Linked DNA regions of Pan troglodytes: regions 2 and 3 are each linked to region 1. The links are chromatin contacts, called in public Hi-C and HiChIP or PLAC-seq maps. All regions are on one chromosome and are shown on one strand. Each heading gives the region's core, a stretch centred on a gene start, on an enhancer-like site or on the middle of the called end of the contact. The rest is flanking DNA. Distances are from core to core; before and after follow the strand shown.

Region 1 (4,283 bases), core at 1,151-3,650:
AGGCGGGAGGATTGCTTGAGCCCAGGAGTTCAAATCCAGCCTGGGCAACAGAGTGAGACTCTGTCTCTTAAAACTAACAAGGCCAGGTGGGGTGGCTCATGCCTGTAATCTTAGCACTTTGAGAGGCTGAGGTGGGAGGATCGCTTGAGCCCAGGAGTTCAAGACCAGCCTGGGCAGACATAGCCCGACCCTGTCTCTACAAAAAAGAAAAAAATCAGCAGGCGTGGTGGTAGGAGCCCGTGGTCCTAGCTACTCAGGAGGCTCAGGTGGAAGAATGGTTTGAGCCTGGGAAGTCGAGGCTGCAGAGAGCCGTGATCACGCAACTGCATTCCAGCCTAGGTGACAGAGCAAGACCACCCTGTCTCAAAAAACAAACAAAAAAAGAGAAGGGGACCAAGATCCAGCTGAAACCTCATACATGGAAGAACTTGAAGATGGGGAAACTGAGGGACCAGGATTAGGTGCTTATGGGAGAACACAGGTGCTGTTTCTGCCCCTGGTACACAGTGGGCACCTGATAAATGCCCAGTGTGTAAGTGAATGACTCCAGTCAGGAAAGAGATAGACGAGGTTGGGGCTGCTTTTCCAAGTACGGGAGTCCAGCCGAGCCGGGCGGGAGCCCTCCAGCTGGGACCCACCCAGATCTGCAGCTTGATCCTCTTGTCGTTGCGATAGATGGTCTTGACCTTGAAGTCGATGCCCACGGTGCTGACGAAGGCAGGCGTGAACGAGTCGTCAGCATAGCGGAAGAGGAAGGACGTCTTGCCCACGCTGCTGTTGCCGATGATGAGAATCTTGAACATGTAGTCGAAGTTCTGATCCGAGGACTCCTTCTGCCCATAGCGCGAGTCTGTGGCGGATGCCATCTGGGGATACCGGGTGTAGCAGAGCCGTGAGGGGGGCTCTCTCCATCCTCATGTGCCCAAGCCCAGGCAGAAGATGGCAAGGGCTCCAGAAAACGGCCGGTGTATGGAGGACACCCTTATCCCATCAGGAGCCCCAGTATTAATTGGTGGTGCCCCCAGCAGAGGGCAGCCTGTGACCTTGAAATCCTGGGCGTTTCAGAGGAGGGGCTCAGAGGGTTGCCCATGGGGACACCCCAGCAGCCCCCTTCAAGGGGCAGGTGCCCCAGGTGGGGCTGTAACCCTAAACCCAGGGCTGAGCCCGGAGGGGGTGACTGCGGCTGGCTCCGCCCCCCATCAATCTTTCATGGTCCTCAGAACCCGGCCGCGCGGCCCCACGTGCACCGCGTGCATGGTCCCTCGAGGACGCGCATCTGCAGCCCCGCTCCCCGCAAACCTCCAGGCCGGAGAGGTCCGGCCAAGGCCGCTGCATCACATGATACAGGCGGGGCATGCACACGCTCACGTGCACACAGCCTCAAACACGCTCATCCGTACATACAGGAGTGTGTGAACGCACTGAGGTGCACAGGACAAAGACACAGACACCTGTTTGCACACCGACTCGCCTATAGAAATGTGCAAACCACCCGTGCGCACAGGCCCCTCCACCCATGCAGGCGTGTGCACATCACCCACACGGACACGGATCCCCGTGCTTGTATGCACGGGCCATACCTGCACAGGCGGTCCACACGTCTTTCTCCACGCGCGTGCAACGCGCACACACTTAGGCCCAGACCCCCACGGCGTCACACGAGCATATCCAGGTACACAAGCAAGGGTGCACACAGACCCGCTGACACAGGCAGGCGCGCACACGCGTGTGCACAACACGCGCACGCGCACGCAAAAGCCTCCCGCGCGCACAGCTTCCCGCAAGGAGCTCGGCTCCCCTCCCCCTCCGCCGCAGAGCAGGGGGGTTGGGGGGGTTAGTGGTGAGGATCAGGCAGGAGTGGGGCGCCCGGGCCCTACCCATTCCCAGCCTCGCGACCGCCGCATCCTTCCCCCCATTCAACCCTAGTCAACCTCGTCCCCCACCTCCATCAGCCCATCAGTCAAATGAAGGTTATGCAGGTGCTCGGAGCCTGAGCACACCCGGCCGCCCAGGAGCTCACCTTGCCCTGCACCGATGCAACGGCGACCCTAGCGGCGGTGACTTTTTTGGCGGTGGCGGTGACAGGACCCCGGTGCGTTGATGTGGGGCTGCGCGGCGGCGGCGGCAGCAGCGGCTCAGGCCCCTGCAGTCCTCCGTGACGTCCTGCAAAGGGAGGGGCGGAGCCTCACATGTAGATAAGTCCGTGACGCCATCCGGAGGCGGAGCCGCGCGTAGAGATGTGGCCCATTGACGCACGCAGAGCCAGATGGGGCAGGGCTCCTGAGCAGATTGACGTGAAAATGGGGCGGGGCCTAGCGTGTGCATCCAGTAGGGGCGGGAGCGGAGCGGGGACCGACTCCGCCTCTCGTCCGCCTCCTGCCCGCCTCGGGGAGGCGGGGCCCCTCAGCGTTCTCTCACTGGCTTAAGCCCCCGAGCGACGGGCGAAGTAGCCAATCAGCGATTGTCTACGCCCTCCTCTTGTCCAATGGTGGCATCTGGGAGATTGAAGGGCCGAGAGGCTGAGGCCTCGGCTGAGCCCCGGTCTTCCAGGGGCGGTTCCCTTACCCGCCCGCACCCACCCCAGGTAGGGGACTCTTGAGGCCACCGTCTACTCCAAGGTGCTGTGACCCCTGTTAAATGCCCCTGACTCCCAATTGCAGAAAAGAAAAATCGAGGCCCAAGAGATGTTTTATACCCTCACATATATGGGGTTCAAAATAAATACAAAAGAATAAACAGGGGTCAAGAGGGACCCCTGTCCCATTCCCGAGGCGTAAGACCCCCCCCACTGAGGGAGGGGCTACTAAAGACTCCACCCCTCCCCCGTTTCTGAGGTTTGAAAAGAAAGAAGAAGTAGAGGTCAAGAGAGCCTCCCCTCCCCACCATTCCCAGAAAAGGAGGAAGGGGCTGATGGACTCTCTGGGAACCCCCTCCCCTCCCTGCGCCCCGTCATCAAGAGGAAAATTCGAAGAAAAGGTTTAGCAGGGACAGAGAAGCGACCTGTCCCGGAAACCCCTTAAAGCCTGCGGTAAATGCCCCGGGAAACAGGGAGGGCACGAGCCGAAGCCTCCAGCTCTTCAAAGCTCGGATTCAAAGACCCGGGGGCTGGGAGACCCCCTCCCTCCATCCTGGGAAAGCAAAACTCAGAGAATGGAGCCTTTTGGGAGCTAAGATGGTCCATCTTTTATTCCTCCAAATCTTTAGGGAAGGAAGTCAGAATTTGGGGAGGGGGGAGGAGCCCGAAACCCCAGCCCCCACTTTGGGTCTCCTGCTCCCCCTACTCCAGCTTTCAAACCCTCCAGGGGTGTGTGGCCCCCAGGAGAGTCCTGATCCCCTAGATTCTCCCCCCACCCCTCCCAGTAGGCGGGGCTGGAGCGTGTGTGTGTGGCGGGGGGTGACTCGTCCTGTTTATAAAAAGCTCGCCAGCTGCGGAGGCGCCGAGAGACCAGAATAACTTAGCGCCTCGAGGCCCAGCCGCCGCCAACCCCGTCCCCAGCCCGCCCCCAGTGCCCTGGGAGTACTGGGACGCCCACCCCCACGTCCCCGCACCGTTTACATTTGGGAAATTTATTTTTTCTTTTTAGGGTAACATGTTTGCTCCCTCCTCCCCCACTCGGACTATAAAAGTATCACCAATCCACTGCAGAGAAATTGGGAAAATTCAGAAAAACAAAAAATAAAAAGAAATCCACCTCCCATTCTCCCTGCCCTCCGCGCCCACGCGGTAGTCCGTGCTCTGTGGGGGGCTCCAGGGAAGCTGGTCCAGGCCCTGGCCTGCCGCCCCCTTGGAGGGGAGGTTTCTCGGTTGCTCAGCTCCCTGATCGCCCAAAGGCACGCTTCCTACATGGGTGGCTCTCTCGGAAATACCTCCTGCCTTTTTTCCCCAGGAAGAGAAAAGTGAGCCACGAGAATGTGCGGAAGCTTCCGTCACTGACTTAGTATTTTAAAGTAAAAATAGCCGGGTGCGGAGGCTTACGCCTGTAATCCCACCACTTTGGGAGACCAAGGCGGGAGGATCGCTTGAGCCCAGGAATTGGAAACCAGCCTGAGTAACATAGGGAGGCCCCATCTCTACAAAAAATTTAAAAATTAGCTGGATGTGGTGTCGCGTGCTTGTGGACCCAACTACTCCCGAGGCTGAAGTAGGAGGATCACTTGAGCTCAGGAGGTCGAGGCTGTAGGAAACCGTATCGCGCCACTACACTCCAGCCTGGACGACAGAGTGAGACGCTGTCTCAAAAAATTAATTACTTAATTTAAATTTAAAAAGAATGCAAGCCCTT
Region 2 (4,283 bases), core at 655-3,154, 220 kb after region 1:
ACTCCCTGAAATTAACCGACTGACTCGCCAGCTTTTGACTGTCCGCCTCCCCCATCAGATTCTGAGCTCCAAGAGGTAGCAACGTGTCCCGGCTGGGTCTCCGGAGCCCAGCACACAGTAGGCGCTCAATACATGTTTAATGGGGTGAAGACTCACATTGACCCAAGGAACCGTGGCTCACAGGGGGCGAGGGACCAACCAGGGCACACAGGGCCCTGGGGAGCCACGGAGCTTTGGGAGATTAAACTGGGGGTGGCAGGAGGGGCATCTGCCGGGCCCGGGAGTGCCGGTTATCACCAAGGCTCTGTGTTACTTTGGGTGAGCCACACCCTCTCTGTGCCTCATTAGGAGTAGGCGCTGGCGGGGGCAGTGGTGGGAGCGGTCATTAGGATGGGAGTGACCTGGACGCCGAAGCCCACGCCCCCCGTGGTCCCCCAGGCTCCGGGGCCGTCGCCAGCCCGAGGCCCTGCGGAATTGTGCGGGCCCCTCCTACCCCGCCGAGCCGGGGCCCGGAGGCCCGCGGGAGAGGAAGCTGGGGGAAGGGGCGGCCGGCTGGACAGGAAGTGGGAAGGGCTGGCGTCCCCCCTCCCGCGCCGAGGCCCCTCGGGGAGGAGGCGGGGCTGGGGCCGGTCCTGCCCTTCCCTTCCTCTCCGCGGGTCTGGAGCCCCGGCGGCTCCCGACTTCCCGCCGGCCAGAAGGCTTGGGGTGGGGGCGGGGGGTTCTCACGTACTGGGGGGCGGCCTCTATCGGGGAGGCATCTGGGGGGTCAGCTGGCAGCGAGAGACGTCCAGACATTCACACACAAACACACACACACACGAAACGTGAGCACAGAGCCACACACAGGTCCTAGGGAGCTGGCGGCCCACCCACGCGCGGAGACACACACGTGCACATTCGGCACACACTTGTGCACGCAACCTCACTGAGCGACTCGGCCCGACTCGGACCCACAACTGCCACCGCGCAGCCAGGGACAGTCGCCGAGACAGCGATAATTTATTGGGTGTTTGCCAGCCCCCCACGCACAAGGATGCACACGTGCACTCACACGGGAGCCGCGTGTTTGCACACACACACGCGGGCTTGCCTAGGAAAAAAGAGGAATAGCCGTGGCAAACACAGAAACATCTAGACCCAGAGTCAACCGCACCGCCTTCCCCTACCCTGCCCATCCACACACGACCCACTGGTACCCGGGCATCCCTGCCCTGCGGGGGTCCCTGCCTCAGTATCCGCCCCCACCCTCTCTGAACACCCCTGGTGGGGGGATGAAGGGCCCTAAAAGGGGAAAAGGGCACCCACTGCCTGCACCCTGACTCCCGCAGACAAAGGTGGGATGTGCCCCATTTACAGCTCACAGCACCGAGGCTGAGAAGCCCAAACAGCAGTCACCCAGCACCTAGTATTGTCACCGGGTATTACTTCGGGGTGGTGCCAGGTGGCTCCCACAGCCTGGATACTATAGGAGCTTTGTGTCTGTGTGCCTGGGTTGTGTCTGTGTTGTGTGACTTCGGGCGAGACGCTGAGTGTCCGCAGGCCCTGTGACTGTGGAGCTGGGTAGGGTGTGGTTCTCAGGAGGCCGCGATAGTGCGCCCCAGGGTGACTGTGAGTTAACTCCGTGGGCTCTGTCCACGGCTGTTGGAAGCTGTGGCACGGCCTTGCATAAGCGCGCGGCTGCGTGAGGCTGGGTGCCTGTGTGCGGTGGCCTGTGTTTAGTTGTTCCAGGACGGCCACTGTGAGCTGGGTGTGTGGCAGTGTATGTGTGTCGCTGGGCGGGCTGTATGTGCGGTGGTTCCCACCCTTGCTGAGTGTGGGTAGCTCTGCGGGGTGAGACACCCAATGTCACTGCCTGAGGCTTTATGGGGCTATCCGCAGTCGTTCCAGCAGCGGGGTACACTTTTGCTGTGTGGAGCGCTATGTTGAGTGTCGCTGCGAATGTGTGTGGCTGGGTGTACAACAATGTGGGTGGCCGGCTCCATTTGAGGTGAGTGAACGTGTGTGTGCACGCGCGCGTGTGCAGCCGCGATCAGCTGTGCGTCCCTGGGTGGCCGTCCGGGATCCTGACCCGCGAGTGTGTAGCCGCGCCCCCACCCCCCGCGGCGGGCACTGCGCGTGCGCGCTCCGCCCGCGGTCCCGGCGGCGGGACCCACCCGCGCGCCCGCCATCGCCCCTTTAAGAGCTGCGCCCGCGGGCGGCGGAGAGGCAGCGGGCGGGGGCGCGCGCGGCGGGAGGAGGGGAGCGCGCGTTTCCCGGAACAGCCCGCGCGGAGGAAAGGGAGGAAAAAAAGCCACCCTGCGGCCGGGGCCGGAGCTGGAGCCGCCGCTGCCGCCGCCGCCGCGGCCGTCTGGAGCTCCCCCGCGCGGACGATGCCTGCCGTGCCCGCCTGGGGCTCGGGGCGGTGAGGCCCGGGGCGCGGGGTAGCTATGGCGACGGCGAGCGCGGCCCGCGGCGCCGCCTGACAGGTGTGGGCCCCGGCGGCGGCGGCGTGGAGCAGCATGTACGCCAAGGGGGGCAAGGGTTCGGCCGTGCCCTCCGACAGCCAGGCCCGCGAGAAGTGAGTGCGGGGCCGGGGCCGGGGGCGGGGCTCGGCGTCCGCGCTCTTCCGTGGGCTCCGGCGCGGGCGGGCACCGCGCGGGGCACGTGGGCGCGGGCGGCGGGGAGCGCGGAGCCTGAGCGCGCTCGAGGGGTCGCGAGATTGGCGGGGGCGCGCGACCCCCGAGGGGCACGAGATTGGCGGGGGGCGCGCGAGACCCTGAGGGGTCGCCGGAGTTGAGAGGTGGCGGGCGACCCGAGGGGCGCTAGACGGGAGTGGACGGGCGAGACCGGAGCGGCTCCAGGGGTCGCGAGATTGGCGGGGGCGCGCGAAACCCGAGGGCGCGAGATTTGAGGGGGCGCGCGAGATCCCCGAGCGGGTCTCGGGGGTCGCGAGGCCTCCTCGAGACGTGGGTGCGCGAGGCTGCGGACGCATGGGGATCGAGGTCAGCGAAGTTTTCCGGGACGAACAAGAGTGTCGGCTCGGGGACCCCAGTCGCCTGGGGTAGAGCTGGAGAGCGGCTGGAGGGGCGCGCGGCCACCTGTCTGCCCTGGCCCCAGCAGCTGTGTGGGGCCCCTGGGGAAGCCGCACGGTTCACAGTCCAGGGGCGGGTGGGGACGACGGAGCCGCTCTCTTGATACCACTGAAGAGTGCATACTGAGGGCCCCTTTTGTTCTGGGCGTGGCTCCAGGCCGTGGGTACCAGGCGCTCTGAAGCTGGTAGGGGCAGGTTCCACCGTGCGGATGGAGGCAGGGTCGTGGTGGGGCTGAGGTCTCTCGGGGTGGGGAGTCAGCCGAGTGTGCTCTCCGGGTGGAAAGCATTTGAAAGGTGCTTGGAGCAGCGACCGTCCCGCAGGAAGGGCACGGGGCAGTTTGCAGTGTTGTTAAAAGTGCCCAGAGGCCGGGCGCGGTGGCTCACGCCTGTAATCCCAGCACTTTCGGAGGCCGAGGCGGTCGGATCACGAGGCCAAGAGATCGAGACAATCCTGGCCAACATGGTGAAACCCCGTCTCTACTAAAAATACAAAAATTAGCTGGGCGTGGGCGCCTGTAGTCCCAACTACTCGGGAGGCTGAGGCAGGAGAATCCCTTGAACCCGTGGCGCAGAGGTTGCAGTGAGCCGAGATCACGCCACTGCACTCCAGCCTGGCGACAGAGCCAGATTCCATCTCAAAAAAAAAAAAAACAAAAAACAAAAAAACAGTGCCCAGGAGGACGGGAGTCTTGTCATAGCTGATGGGGGACTTCCAGGATCCTTGAAGTTGAGCCACCTGGAGTGGCCCGTGGTGTGGAACTGGCCACCCAAGCAGAGAGGAGGCTGGATCAGCAGGGAGGGGTCCCATGAGGACCTGCCTTGAGGGCCAGGCCAGGAGTGAGGACTTGAATGTCTGGGTGCTGGAGAGGAGCCCTGGACGTTGGCTGAGTGTCCCCCATCCTGCCTCTTCTGCCTAGGCTGACTTGGGATGTCCCACCCCTCCACAAAGATGCCTGTCCCCTCTGCCCAGCCTCTGGGTCATTTTGGAGAAGAGGCTCTTCTGGCTGGAAGGTGGTAGGCAAATGACTGCACTGTCAGGCCTCCCTTGCCTGTGTGCAGTTAGGAAGATGAGCTCCATTTCCAAGCACCCTTAAGCCCAAAGACTTTTTGAAACTGGCCTCTGGCTCCTGCTCAGGTCGGAAGCAGGAGGTGTCTGCCATGGTCACCCCTGGACCCCTGGTCTGTCTCCTGTGTGTCTCCAGGCAGCTGCTGG
Region 3 (4,283 bases), core at 1,256-3,755, 140 kb after region 1:
GGTGGAGCCAGTAAACACCATAGTACCAGCTGGGCACGGTGGCTCATGTCTGTAATCTCAGCACTTTGGGAGGCCAAGGCAGGCAGATCACCTGATGTCAGGAGTTCAAGACCAGCCTGGCCAACATGGTGAAACCCCATCCCTACTAAAAATGCAAAAATTAGCCGGGCACGGTGGCAGGCGCTGGTAGTCCCAGCTATTCAGGAGGCTGAGGCAGGAGAATCGCTTGAACCCAGGGGCCGGAGGTTGTAGTGAGCCTAGATCGTGCTATTGCACCCCAGCCTGGGCGACAGAGTGAGACTCTGTCTCAAACAAACAAACAAAAAACCATAGTGTCTTGGCGAATGATGGCAAAGTCAAAGTGGAACGGGCTATCAGTGAACCACACAGTCAGGAGTTCTGGCTCATGCCTGTTATCCCAGCACTTTGGGAGGCTGAGGCAGGAGGATTGCTTGAGCCCAGGATTTCAAGACCAACCCAAACAGGCAACATAGCAAGACCTCGTCCCTACAAAAAATATAAAAATTAGCCGGGCATGGCAGCACGCGCCTGTAGTCCCAGCTACTCGGGAGGCTGAGGTGGAAGAATTGCTTTAGCCTTGGAGATTAAGGCTGCAGTGAGCTGTGATCGCTCCATTGCTCTCCAGCCTGGGCAAAAGAACAAGATCCTGTCTAAAAAAAAAAAAAAAAAATTCGTGACCCAAGTCCAAGGTCCAGTCCTGTTTCTGAAGATGTGGCCAGAAACTCAGCTTTCATTTTCTACCTGTTTTTAGAGGAATTCTGGTCTCTGATGAATGTTGGCAGAATGTGCCTGGGGATGTGCTGGGTGTTGAGACGCAGCTCTAACAGAACAACACTTCCTCCTCTAGAAGTTCTCATCTCTATGTCAGAGGAAATGGGAAGCCAACCAGAGAGGCTGTGACTATACTAAATGATTTCTGCTTAATAATACCTGGGGAGTGGGGGCCGGAGGCGGTGGTTCATGCCTGTAATCCCAGCACTTTGGGAAGCTGAGAAGGGTGGATCACCTGAAGTCAGGAGTTCGAGACCAGCCTGGCCAACATGGTGAACCTCCCTCTCTACTAAAAATACAAAATTAGCTGGGTATGGCGGCACTCGCCTGTAATCCCAGCTACTTGGGAGGCTGAGGTGGGAGAATTGCTTGAACCCGGGAGGCAGAGGTTGCAGTGAGCCAAGATCACACCACTGCACTCCAGCCTGGGTGACAAGAGTGAAACTACGTCTCAAATAAATAAATACATATATAATTTCTGCTTAAGAATACCTGGGGGACTAAATAATCTGTACAACAAACCCCATGACACGAGTTTATCTATATAACAAACCTGCACATGTACCCCAAAACTTAAAAGCTAAAAAAAATTAAAAATGATTTCTGGCCAGGTGTGCTGGTTTACACCTGTAATCCCAGCACTTTGGGGAGGCCAAGGTGTGCGGATTGCTTGAGCTCGGGAGTTCGAGACCAGCCTGTGCAACACTATGAAACCCCCATCTCTACAAAAATACAAAAATTAGCTGGGTGTGGTGCCACACACCTGTAGTCCCAGCTACTCAGGAGGCTGAGATGTGAGGATCAGTTGAGCCCTGGAGGTCAAAGTTACAGAGCTATGATTTTGCCACTGCACTCCAGCCTGGGTAACAGAGTGAGACCCTGTCTCCAAAAAAAAAAGAGAGAAAAAGGAAATTATTTCTGAGCTTTATTGCTATGAAGAGGATGGAACCAGGGAATGAGATGGAACCACTGGGGGGTAGCAGTGAGGTCATTTCAGCCAAGGAGGGCCAGAAGGAACCCTCAGAGGAGGTAATAGGATAGCAGGGAGGTGATAGCCAGAGAAGGCCCCAAGGAGAAAGTGACAGTTCACCCCTCGGAGGAGGTGACAGCCAGGACAGGAGGAGGGCCCCTGGGAGGAGGCGACATTGGAACACTGGAGCTGAGGCCTGAAGGAGGCCAGCTTCGCAGGTACCTGCGGGGTGTGTTCCGGCAGAGGGAACAGCAGGTACAATCGCCCTCCCCCATTAGCCTCCTAGGACCATGGGGGCCTGCAGAGAAACTTCTGGCACCACACAAATGTGGTTGCCGTGTTTTTCCTTTTTTACTCTGTCCTCCCCCACCCCCGCCAACTTCCTGGCCTGAATGCTGCTCCTGTGACCCCTTGAGGCGAGTGACCTCGGGGAAGTGGCATTCTGTGCCTCAGTTTCCTTATCTGGAAAACGGGCCTTGCTCGTGGGGACTTCCCTCCCTAATTCTGGGCAGTATGCATGCATAGGGCAGGCCCTCGATGAACCCTTGCAGAATAAAGGACCGGCTCATCCCCAGCACCTGGCTCAGTGCGTGCAAGCGGCTACACACTATGGCATAAGATGTTCCCATTTTGCAGACGGGGAAACGGAGGCTGGGGAATACCGGGCCTAGCCGACGGGGGCGGGGCGCAGGGCGCGCACGCTGCGTCTCGGGCCCGGGGGCGCGCACGCCGAGCGGCCGACCGGGGGCGTGGCCGGGGGCGTGACAGGGGCGTGGCCTCGCGCGGCCGAGAGGCTGCAGCGGCAGCAGCTGTCGCGCCAGTCGCAACAGAAGCAGGTCCGAGGCACAGCCCGATCCCGCCATGGAGCAGCCGAGGAAGGCGGTGGTAGTGACGGGTACGCTGGCTGATGGGGGCTGTAGCGGCAGCGGCCGGGGGCAGAGGCGGGGGCGGCTCCGGGACTGCGGGGCCGAGAGGGGCAGGTGCTGGAAGTCCTCTCAGATTTGGAAGGTGTCATCACCCGCGGGAGCCCCGCGCAGCCCAGGCTTCCTGGAAAGTGGAGGAGGAGGAGCCTTGGGGGTCCCAGGGTCGGGAGTCAGGGCAGTCAGGCGCGGGGCTTGGGGGGCCGGGCAAAAGCCCGGCGCTGCGCAGGCCCCCCTGGCGTCCTTTCCTCCCAAGGTGGGGATGGTGACCCTCCTGGCACCTGCCTCCTCTGTCTGGCCTGCGGGCTGGACTGGACCCTTCCTCCCTGCCCCTTCCGAGGTCCAGCCTGTCCCCACACCGCTCCCCCAACCCCTGGCCCCAGGGGACAAAGGCCGATTTGCGGGCAGGAAGTGTCCCAGTGACAAATGAACCTCCCAGTCACTGTTCGCCGCGCCCTGCGCTCCTGGGGGGCTACTCTCCCAACGCAGGGGCAGGTGGGGGTCCGGGGACCTCGGGCTCTCCCAGCTGTCCCAGGGACTGTCTTCAGCGGAAACCTTTTTGTGTTTTGTGCCAGGGCTGTTTGTTGGTGAGTCAGGGCCCCTGCTGTCACCGACTCCCCCCCACCCCCAAACCAACTGTTTCTCCTCCCTGAGACTCCGCCTCGGGGCCACGTGGGGCGCCAACTTCCGCTGGGGCCTCAGAGTCAAGGAGTGGGGGGGGTCATTTTGACCTGCTGTCTGGAGGGGTCAGAGTGGGAAATCCAGCAAAGGTGCACACAGGTGTTTTGTGGCTGTTGAAGGGAGGTTGAGGCTGATCCAGGAGATTCAGGGAAGAAGGAAGAAACAAGGCACCTGCTTAACAGGTGTGTATAATTGGGAGGAGGGTCACTGCCCCCACCCCTTCCAGCCTTCCTTTATCTGGTTATTTATTCCAGCACTTTTTGCATGAGCTGATTACATCTTTACTGTCTCCATTTTGCAGAAAGGGAAACTGAGGCTCACAGAGGTCATCCAGTTTGTAAGGGGCTGAGCTGAGACTCAAACTTTGGCTGTACAGAAGGATAGAGTTAGGAGGTCCCCTCCTGAGCCACAGCCCCTACCTGCTATCCCAGGCTACAGCATCTCTGCATAGCATTCATATCCTGTGGGATCACTGGCCCAGATGGACCGTATTTTTTTTTTTTTTTTTTTTGAGACGGAGTTTTGCTCTTGTTGCCCAAGCTGGAGCACAACGGCGCGATCTCGGCTCACTGCAACCTTCGCCTCCTGGGTTCAAGCGATTCTCCTGCCTCAGCCTCCTGAGTAGCTGGAATTACGGGCACGCATCACTCCATCTGGTTAATTTTTTGTATTTTTAGTAGAAACGGGGTTTCACCATGTTGGCCAGGCTGGTCTCAAACTTCTGACCTCAGGTGATCCGCCCGCCTTGGCCTCCCAAAGTGCTGGGATTACAGGCATGAGCCACTGCACCCAACCCCAGATCTGGATTTGAATCCCAGCTTTTTCACCTTCTTGCTGTGTGGCCTTGGGCAGCTAGCTTCACCTCTCTGTGCCTCAGTCCCTGCTCCTGGAAACTGGGCCCAGGAAACACCCTTGCCTGA

The links. A called contact is a pair of places that touch in the nucleus more often than the background predicts. HiChIP or PLAC-seq counts read pairs in DNA pulled down with a chosen protein or histone mark.
Region 2: a contact with region 1 is called in an H3K4me3 HiChIP or PLAC-seq map of stem cell-derived excitatory neurons, with 7 times the contacts expected there. The contact joins the promoter of SSBP4 here to the promoter of RAB3A in region 1. A contact is called at or near these places in 1 of 7 Hi-C or Micro-C datasets (stem cell-derived neural progenitor cells) and 1 of 1 datasets of contacts at active chromatin or transcription factors (stem cell-derived excitatory neurons).
Region 3: a contact with region 1 is called in a Hi-C map of stem cell-derived neural progenitor cells, with 2.9 times the contacts expected there. The contact joins the promoter of PGPEP1 here to the promoter of RAB3A in region 1. A contact is called at or near these places in 1 of 7 Hi-C or Micro-C datasets (stem cell-derived neural progenitor cells) and 1 of 1 datasets of contacts at active chromatin or transcription factors (stem cell-derived excitatory neurons).

What each region holds. Positions count from the first base shown.
Region 1 is chr20:20,851,512-20,855,794 of NHGRI_mPanTro3-v2.0_pri, forward strand. It overlaps RAB3A (RAB3A, member RAS oncogene family), which reads right to left and starts at 2,401. Exons shown (of 5, transcript XM_512511.7): 1 at 2,021-2,401; 2 at 639-866. The coding sequence starts at 866.
Region 2 is chr20:21,069,642-21,073,924 of NHGRI_mPanTro3-v2.0_pri, forward strand. It overlaps SSBP4 (single stranded DNA binding protein 4), which reads left to right and starts at 1,905. Exons shown (of 17, transcript XM_024351878.3): 1 at 1,905-1,987. The coding sequence starts at 1,920.
Region 3 is chr20:20,990,654-20,994,936 of NHGRI_mPanTro3-v2.0_pri, forward strand. It overlaps PGPEP1 (pyroglutamyl-peptidase I), which reads left to right and starts at 2,506. Exons shown (of 5, transcript XM_009435025.3): 1 at 2,506-2,657. The coding sequence starts at 2,624.